2 separate regions of the Bos taurus genome follow, and region 1 is linked to region 2. Evidence: chromatin contacts called from public Hi-C data. All regions are on one chromosome and are shown on one strand. The core of a region is the stretch at or near the end of the contact, and the rest is flanking DNA. Distances in the headings are between cores, read along the strand shown. Region 1 holds the start of KLF6 (KLF transcription factor 6). Region 2 overlaps LOC112449300 (a long non-coding RNA gene).

Region 1 (4,296 bases), core at 443-2,942, 77 kb before region 2:
ATATCTTATGGATGTTCCAAAGAAAAAGGAAAGCATGTTTACTGAGACCTTGTTAAACTTTAATAATCTGGCTAATTTAAAATCCCCATTATGCCGAGGAGCACTGGGGACCAGAATGAAGCTCTTGGGGAGAGTTTAAAAGCCTCTGAAGGCAACCCAGAGCTCAGCCTGGCTTGTGGCCCAAATCCCAAATGCCCAAGGAAACTACTTAGATCGATTTCAATCACATCCTAGGAAGCTTCAGTAGGAAAAGCTGGGAGGGGAGAGGGAAGGGAGGACTGTGAACAATGAGGCAGGCATGTGAAGGTTGTTCCACTTTGCATTTCATCCCCCTTAAAAGCCTTCTAAGCTTTGAAACCCGCAGAATATATGCGATCTGCTAATTCACTTTGTGACAAAAAGCAAACAGCCTAGTAGGGCAGAGACAACCCCAAACCCTCCTATCTTTTAAAGACAATGGGACAAGTGTCAGAATCTCTCTCCCTTCAGGCAATCCTAACGTAGGAGAAGGGGGAAAAATTAAGTTTTTTAAATGTCCAATGCCCAGAATTCCAATTTCACTAAAAAATGCCGGAAACAGAGACTCCTCTTCCCAAACTGAGACTAGAAGCAATTCGGACAGGCTCATTGTCATATGACTGATAAGTCACTGGTTGTGCAAACATTGGTGTTTTTTTTTTTTTCTCCCCCCCCTTTTTTTTTCTGGTCAACAAAAGAAGGAGGTAAGAAAAACAAGGCAGATGGAGGCAAATCTTAAGGATTTCAAAGGTAAAGAAACTGAAAATGGCCTGGTAGAGAAAAGGAGCTTGTGGGTGTTTCGCTGGTGAAATTCTTAAGTAAAAAAGAAAGAAAGAAAAACCTGTATGTACAAACACCAAAAAAAAAAAAACACCGAAAACAAAATACCTTAAAAATAAAAAAGAAGAAAAAATAACCTTGGCACTCCATGCAGGTTCATATGACTAGGTCCAGCTGTGGAGAGCCTGGAGCTGGAACAAGCACCAAACTTCTGCCAAGGGCTGGGGCCGAGATCAGGCCGCGGAGCTGGGTCTACGCTCGGGAAGACGGTTCAGCAGCCCCAGAAAACGGCAAGAACACGGGGAGCGCCCGGCGCCGCTGCGCCCCACTCAGATGACAACTCCGCTCCACGCTCTGAAAGGCCCCTTTGAAGTGCCGTCTGCGCCGGAGCCACAAGTACGTCTTAACAATAACTATTTTAATTTTTTTTAAAAAATTTACCCAAACCATTTAAAAAAAGGAAGAAGAAAAAGAACAAAATAAAAAAGAATTGCACCTCCAAGCACACACCGTCCTGCGGGTGCATGCACGCACTCCCTGCTCGGCGCACCGGGGCACCTGGCCCACGAAAATCCCTATTTACCTGTTGCCAGTATTCCTCCAGGGAGGGCAGCGCCGAGAAGTAACCAGTCTCGTGCACAATCTGGAGTTCCTGGAAGATGCTGCACATTGGGAGCACATCCATGTCGGGTTGGAAGAGACCGTCCCCGCTGCTGTAAAAACAGGGAGGCTTGCGGTCTGCAGTCGGGAGCGCGGCGGCCGTGCCTGCAGCGCCGGGGAAGTTCATGCAAACTCAAGTGCGCAGCGATTAGGCGCCGCGGGTTCGGGTCCTGGCCGGAGCCCGGAGACGCGCTCGCGAGCCCGCACAATATTTGCAAACACCGGACTGACTGCAAACGTAACCCCTGCAAAACTTCCCTATTCAAAGCTCCGCTGCCAGCCTCCCCTCCTCCCCGCCCAGCTCCCCCCGCCGCCGCCTCCCCACGTGACTCGCCCGCGCCCGCCCCGCGCGCCGCCCAATCACGCCGCTCCCGGCCCGGGGGCTGCACGGAGATGATGTCAGCTCCGGCCAATCGCGGGCGGCGGCTCACCGCGGCCCCGCCTGGCGTGACCGAGCCTCTCCATCACCGCCCTCGCCATTGGCAGAATTCGAACTTCGGCCGGTTCTGATTGGGAGGCGGTTTCGCAGGCTATTTTTAGCAGGGTATATAAGGCGCGGGCCGTCTCGCGCCGGAGGAGTCGGAGCTGGGAGGTGCGCGGCCGAAAGGCTGCGTGCGCCGCGGCCGGCCGGGCCGAGGGGACCCGGTGTCCCTGCCCTTCCTGCCCCGGTTTCGGTCCCGGCCCCGGTCTTCCCGTCCTCGTCCCCGCAGCTCTGGTCCCCGTCCGTCGGGCCGATCGCCCGGTCCCGGCCCTGGTTTCCCCGTCGTCCCGTCCCTGTCCCCGTCCTTGTCCCCTCAGCCCTGGTCCACGTTCGTCGGGTCGGTCGCCCGGGCCCTGGTCCCCTGACCCTCCGCCGAGCTGAGGGGAGCGCGGCTGGGTTCACTCTGTCCCTCCCTCCGACCTCGGGCTGGCCGGCCGTTCTCTAGCCCCCTCCGTCCTTCCACCCTCTCGGTGCCCCCTCCTGCCCCAGCTGTAGATTCCCGTCTCCATCCCCGTCTGTCCCCCTCTTTCCCCCCTCCTTTTCGCTCCGTTATCCCTCTGTACCTGCCCTGTTTCCATTTGCACCCCCCCCCCCCCCCGCCCCGCGCGCTGTGTCCCCTTCCCTCCCTGTTCCATCCCCCTCTGTCCCCAGGTGGCACCTGTGACCCCGGGGTAGGGGGCTGACCAGCCCCAGAGGTGTGCTGAGGGACAGGAGGGCCCTAGTCGACGGGCTGTGTTGTATATGAATCTGAGTTTCCCCCTTCAGCCTCCTTCACAAGGACAGGGCACTTAACTCGGGGACCACGTCTGTGCCACATCCTCACCCCTCTGCCTTCGTAACCTGCAAGAGCAGAGTGGCCTGGAAGACCCAAGTTCAATCTCCTGGCTCTTGAGAGGCTTATGTACACTCTTGATTCTATCAAACACACTTTTATTTTTGAAAAGAGGACATCTTGTTGGGGCAGGTGGGGTTATAAATAGAGGGAGCCTATAACCTATCTTGGTAGGGTTCCCCATCCACACCAGCTGTGTATATTTTACAAACCCAGGGTCTGATCCCAAACCTACAGAGTCCCAGCCGTTGTTTAACCAAGCTCTCCAGATGAATCTGTTGCCACTGAAGTCTGGGAAATGGGGGTTCTAGACACTGTCCTTGTACTTGTTGCCTACCATATAGACAATTGTCATTGTACTTGTTGCCTACCACAGAGCAGCCCTCATTCCAAGACCCATTTGGAGACCCTCACGAAGATTAACAACTAGACTTGTCCCTAGTGAATGTGAAAACAATTCAAGTTACGTTGAGCTGACATTTAATGTGTGTGTGTGTGTTTTGCTATATGAATTATCTCCTGAAATACACCATAATGTTCATTTTCTAGCAAAATGCCAAGACCAAGAAGAATATGCCTTTTAAAATTCGAAATGGAAAACTGAATTATAGCTACTACCTCCATTTTTATTTCAAAATAGAGCTTAATGAGACATCTTTTAAATAAAAATTTTTTAATGAAGTATGTAAAAGACTTTTGAGAGGATTTTGTATGTTAGATTTTAGCAGACTTGAGTTTGCCTATGACCCTGTAAGATTCTAGGCAGGGACCTTTGTCAATCAAAAGTTAGGGAAGGATATTATCTTATTGTATCTATTGTATTAAAAAGTCTATAAAGATGATTCATGGTGAGCTGATTACAATGATCACTGGCTTGTGTTCAGTGGTCCTCTATTCTGGAAACAGTGTCATGACTGGCCCTCCAGAGAGAAGACATGGATTGGGACTGGCTTGCCTTGAACCAGCTTCAGGTTGTGCCCACCCATTGTTGCCTAGCAGCTGGTTGTATCTGGAAGGTGGGTCTGAGAGTAAGCTTATATCAGGGAGTAGGTTTTCTCAGTAATTGGAGGCAATGATCCAGGGAAGCAAGGATCCAGGGAAGCAAGGATCCAGTAAATATGCAAAGGAAACAGCATCCTGAACTGTAAGGAGGAGAGTTAGGTCAAGGGAGAGAGACACTGTCCAAGGGAAGGTGCCGTGATAACTCTGTGCAGTGCATGTGGGTGTCATGGTTACAGTATTCTTATTCACCTTTTGGACAATTTTGCTTTCCTGTAATATTGTATATTTTATTGAAGTATAGCTGATTTAAAACATATAAATTTCAGGTGTACTACATAATGATTCACAATTTTTCAAGATTTTATTATGATGTATTGACTATATTTCCTATGTTGTACACTATATCCTTGTAGCTTATTTTTTGTACATAATAGTTGGTACTTCTTAATCTCCTACCCCTATCTTACCCCTCCCTCCATCCCTCTCCCCACTGGTAACCACTAGTTTGTTCTCATCATCTGTG
Region 2 (4,133 bases), core at 1,561-4,060:
TAAACTCTGGGTTTAACTTTGTCAACATAACCTCAGTAGTAACCATGTGACCAACTGTTTTCATCAGCTCTGGCTGTCATAACAGAATACCCGCAGAATAGGTGGCTTAAACAACAAGTTTATTTCCTTATAGTTCTGGAGGCTGCAAGTCCAAGGTGAAGGTGCTGGCAGATTCAGTATCTGGTGAGGACCCCCTTCCTGCCTTGTGGATGACTCTCTTCTCGCTGCGTACTGAAGTGACCTTTGATTTAGGATTGTCTTGCAAAGAAATCGCTGATATTTCTTAATAAAAATTGCTGAAATTTTGAAATGTGGTTCTAATAGGTATGCAAATCAGATAAAGATCAGAGGCTATTCTAATTCGGGGAAATTCCAGATGCAGGCACACGTCAGAGATATTTTGGGCTCAGTGCCAGACCGCTGAAATAAAGCGAATATCACCATAAAGCAAGCCACAAAGTTTTCTGGTTTCCAAGTGCATGTAAAACTCATGGTTTTACTATACTATCATTGATTAAGTGTGCAACAGCATTATGTCTGAAAAAACAATGTATGTACCTTAAAAGTACTCCTGCTAAAGATGCCAAAACAATTGCAATAGTAACATCAAAGGTCACCGATCACAAATCACCATAGCAAATATAATAATTATGGAAAACATGGCAATAGTGCGAGAATTACCAAAATGTGACCCAGAGACAGGAAGTAAGCAACCACTGTTGGAAAAAATGGCACCAATAGACTTGCTCCACACAGGGTTGTTGCACACCTCCAGTTTGCAAAATACTTGGGTCTACAAAGCACAGTAAAGGAAGTGCACTAAACAAGGTGTGGCTGGCCTGGATAGGACACACTGGGAGGGGTTGGGGTGCTGTTTCTGACCATTGATAAAGTCGTTTCCAAGGCTGCTTGGAGCAGAAGCTGTGGGATCACATGGCACTGGTGATGGGAGTGACTGAGAGTTTATGACCATGACAAAGGTAAGCTGCCCAGCTTTAGGGAGGAGACAGATAAGCGAGTAACAGGAACACACATCTGGTGCAGTACAATCTCTGCCTCTGAGGTAACACTGGTTCTGACTTAAAGGATAGGATGCAGGAGAAGCCAAAGAGGAAGGAGAGGAGGCTGAAGTCCTGGGAAAACTGTTCAAAGATGGCAAAGGGAGATCTCTGTGTAGGAAAGCACAGAGTGACATTGAGGGGAGAGACTGAGGAATGATGCTTAAAGATGTAGATACAGATCGACGAAGTTACAGGAGTGAGTGAGTGAGTAAAAAAAAGAAATCACAAGGAAACCCCAGTTCTCGGCGGTTATAGTCTTCACCACAACAGGTCACATGTGAGCTAGGTTTTCACGCTAAAAACCTTGAGTGCCCTGGACTTAGAAACATGGTAATTTTATATGGAGGACCACAAAAATCTTAAAAATAAGTATTTCTTACCCTCTAGCTCTCTTTCAAGTTCACATGGTCCAACGTACCAAGTCATTTTTATTAAAGAGTATTTGCAGTCGAACGTTCTGGATCATACAGAGTCTTTTATTTCTAGATTATGCAACTGCTTTAGGTTTTCAAGGGTCAGGAAATACTTCCTCCCACCCACGCAGACTCAGCGCACACTGGCCCTGTGACTCTGAAGGACGCACCCTTGCTCCCAGGCTGGGCCCTGCTGCCCTCAGCAGTGGTGCGTTTCATTCTCCGGAAGATCTCTGAGGACTTGCAGTGGGGTCAAGTGCAGCTCAGGGTCAGTCCTTACTCCTGACTGTTCCCATCCTCTCCCACCTCTATCCTGTCTTAGAGTGTGAACGTTGACACCGGTGGTCCCTCGCTCTCTGCCTCCTGTCCTGGGTCTCATCTCGTCCTCGCTGCCTGAGTCAGGGCGCTCAGGCACTCATGTCCTGTGTTTCCTACAAGCCTGACTCCTTCTGGGGCAGCAACCTCCTGTTTGGGATGGTCACCCCCCCACCCCGCCCCCTAAGAGCAGGGCCTTTCTTCCCTACCCAGGCTGACACTGAACTTGACTTGTTTAGCATGAAGCTTCCTTGGTGAAGAGGAAGCGTGAGCTCAGCTTTGTTGCAGGAGAGAAGAGACGGTGACCTGGTGGGAGACTGTGCTTCTGGATCACCTGGATGCCCCGCCCACCGCCCAAGCAATGGTCCTATTGGTAGCTTGTGTTAGAGATGGATGCTTAACTGTTTTCCTTCCTTTAAACATCAACTCTTTGAGAAGCCTTCTTCAGTTCAGTTCAGTCACTCAGTCGTGTCCAACTCTCTGTGACCCCATGGACTGCAGCATGCCAGGCCTTCCTGTCCATCGCCAACTCTTGGAGTTTACTTAAACTCGCATCCATTGAGTTGGTCACGCCATCCAACCATCTCATCCTCTATTGTCCCCTTCTCCTCCTGCCTTCAATCTTTCCCAGCATCAGGGTCTTTTCAAATGAGTCAGTCTTCTTAGGCATTCTCTTTTTTTCTTGAAATACTTGCTGATTGTTTTCTTTCATATTTATCTCACATAATTCAGTGTTGATATTTTTCTTAAAATGATAGTTCCTCTCACTTTGCAGAAGTTTCCAGGAGCTCAGATTCCTTTCTCTGACTGATCAGGCAGGTGACCCTTTAAGCTGCCTCTCCTCTGGAGATAGGGGGTCACGTTCTGAACTGCTTTGAAAGCAAGAAACTTCCAGAGACCTAGAAAAAGGATTTGACCTCAGGGTCTAAATGGTTAATGGGAGTTCTTTGCAGATGAGGTAATGTTTTGGTTAAGGTGAAAGGAATTGGACTCTATTATCCTAACCAACTTGCTATGGAGGTTTTAACCAAGCCAAAGTTCATGTCAGCTAAAGAGGAACCCTGGTGACAGGCAGAGATACTGACCTGGCCTTCAAAGAGGCATTTTCTGACTTTCCTGGGGATTTCTCCCCTCCCCAGGATTCACAAGGACTTTCCCTCGTCTCTCTAGCTTTCGCTGTGGGTTTTCCTATCACTAACTGTGCTCGCAGGAGGGTAATGATTTCTGAAGTCCTTTCTTTCAAACCCCTGCTTTCAGATCAGCATCTGGGAGCACCGATAAACAAGTCAGTCATTACTGACGTCACAGGGAACTCCAAGCCACGGGTGAACTGGGCAGAGCTTGAAACCCAAGACAGAGACAGTGATTAAAACTGTAAGCAGGGCTAGCTCCTGCTAACGATGAACTCCAGCAGCAAACGAGGAGTAAGAAGAGATGATGAAAGTTCCTCTTTGAGCCACATAGCTAGGGGAATAAAAGGACTTGTTTTCTACCAGTTAATGAACAATGATCCCTGCAGGGGTGGGAGGTACAGGCCCCACTCTGCTTATCAGTAAATTCCATGAAGCCTTACCTCATGCCGGGGGTGTCCTGTTCTGTCCTGGTTCAGCCAGACAGACTGTGAAACACTTTTTTTGTTTTGATTAATCAAAACTTTTAAATTTTTTGTTGGAGAATGGTTGATTTACTAAAACACCTTCTGTTGCAGGCTGAGTAACCCTTCTTACCAGGCAATTATCACATGTTCAAAGGGATTTGCTGGGTTTCTCATATAATTCTATCCATCATCTCAAATTTCTAGACATTTCCTGAGGCTCCTGTGAATTCAAGGCAGGTGGGGAAAGTAGTAGATTAGAAGAAATCCACTCTTCTCTCCAAGGAGAATTCTCTGGCAACATTGAGCCTCGCATGCCAGTGTCTGGGGTCAGTGATGACCACGGCAGTTCAGCATTGAGAGGGATGAACCTCAGAGCCCGAGGTGGCCCCGGACACATATGTGTGTCCCCAGACTTTCCTGCCTGCCTCCCTTCCACTCTTAACACTACAGATTCATTTATTCCTCAAGTATGCTTGGTCAATGGTCACTACGGAGATGAAAATCATCATTCTTGACTTCAGGGCCGGTTCTCAAGGAATTAAGCAGCTACTTACACAGGATTCCCTGGTGGCTCAGACAGTAGAGCATCTACCTGCAATGCGGGAGACCTGGGCTTGATCCCTGGGTTGGGAAGATCCCCTGGAGAAGGAAATGGCAACCCGCTCCAGTACTCTTGTCTAGAAAATCCCATGGATGGAGGAGTCTGGTGGGCTAAAGTCCATGGGGTCGCAAAGAGTTGGACAGACT

Evidence for each region. A called contact is a pair of places that touch in the nucleus more often than the background predicts.
Region 1: a contact with region 2 is called in a Hi-C map of blastocyst, with 4 times the contacts expected there. The contact joins the promoter of KLF6 here to the enhancer-like site in region 2. A contact is called at or near these places in 2 of 11 Hi-C or Micro-C datasets (blastocyst and an unstated tissue).

The regions. Positions count from the first base shown.
Region 1 is chr13:44,594,698-44,598,993 of ARS-UCD2.0, reverse strand. It overlaps KLF6 (KLF transcription factor 6), which reads right to left and starts at 1,692. Exons shown (of 4, transcript NM_001035271.4): 1 at 1,382-1,692. The coding sequence starts at 1,585.
Region 2 is chr13:44,519,233-44,523,365 of ARS-UCD2.0, reverse strand. LOC112449300 (a long non-coding RNA gene) reads left to right here. Exons shown (of 3, transcript XR_009496909.1): 3 at 1-4,133. Among named protein-coding and RNA genes, the nearest start is that of KLF6, 76 kb to the left of the region's middle. Within about 2 kb of position 2,810, at least 23 of the 102 cell types and tissues checked have an H3K27ac peak or open chromatin away from gene starts, as enhancers often do. A contact at or near this core is called in blastocyst, where this site is marked.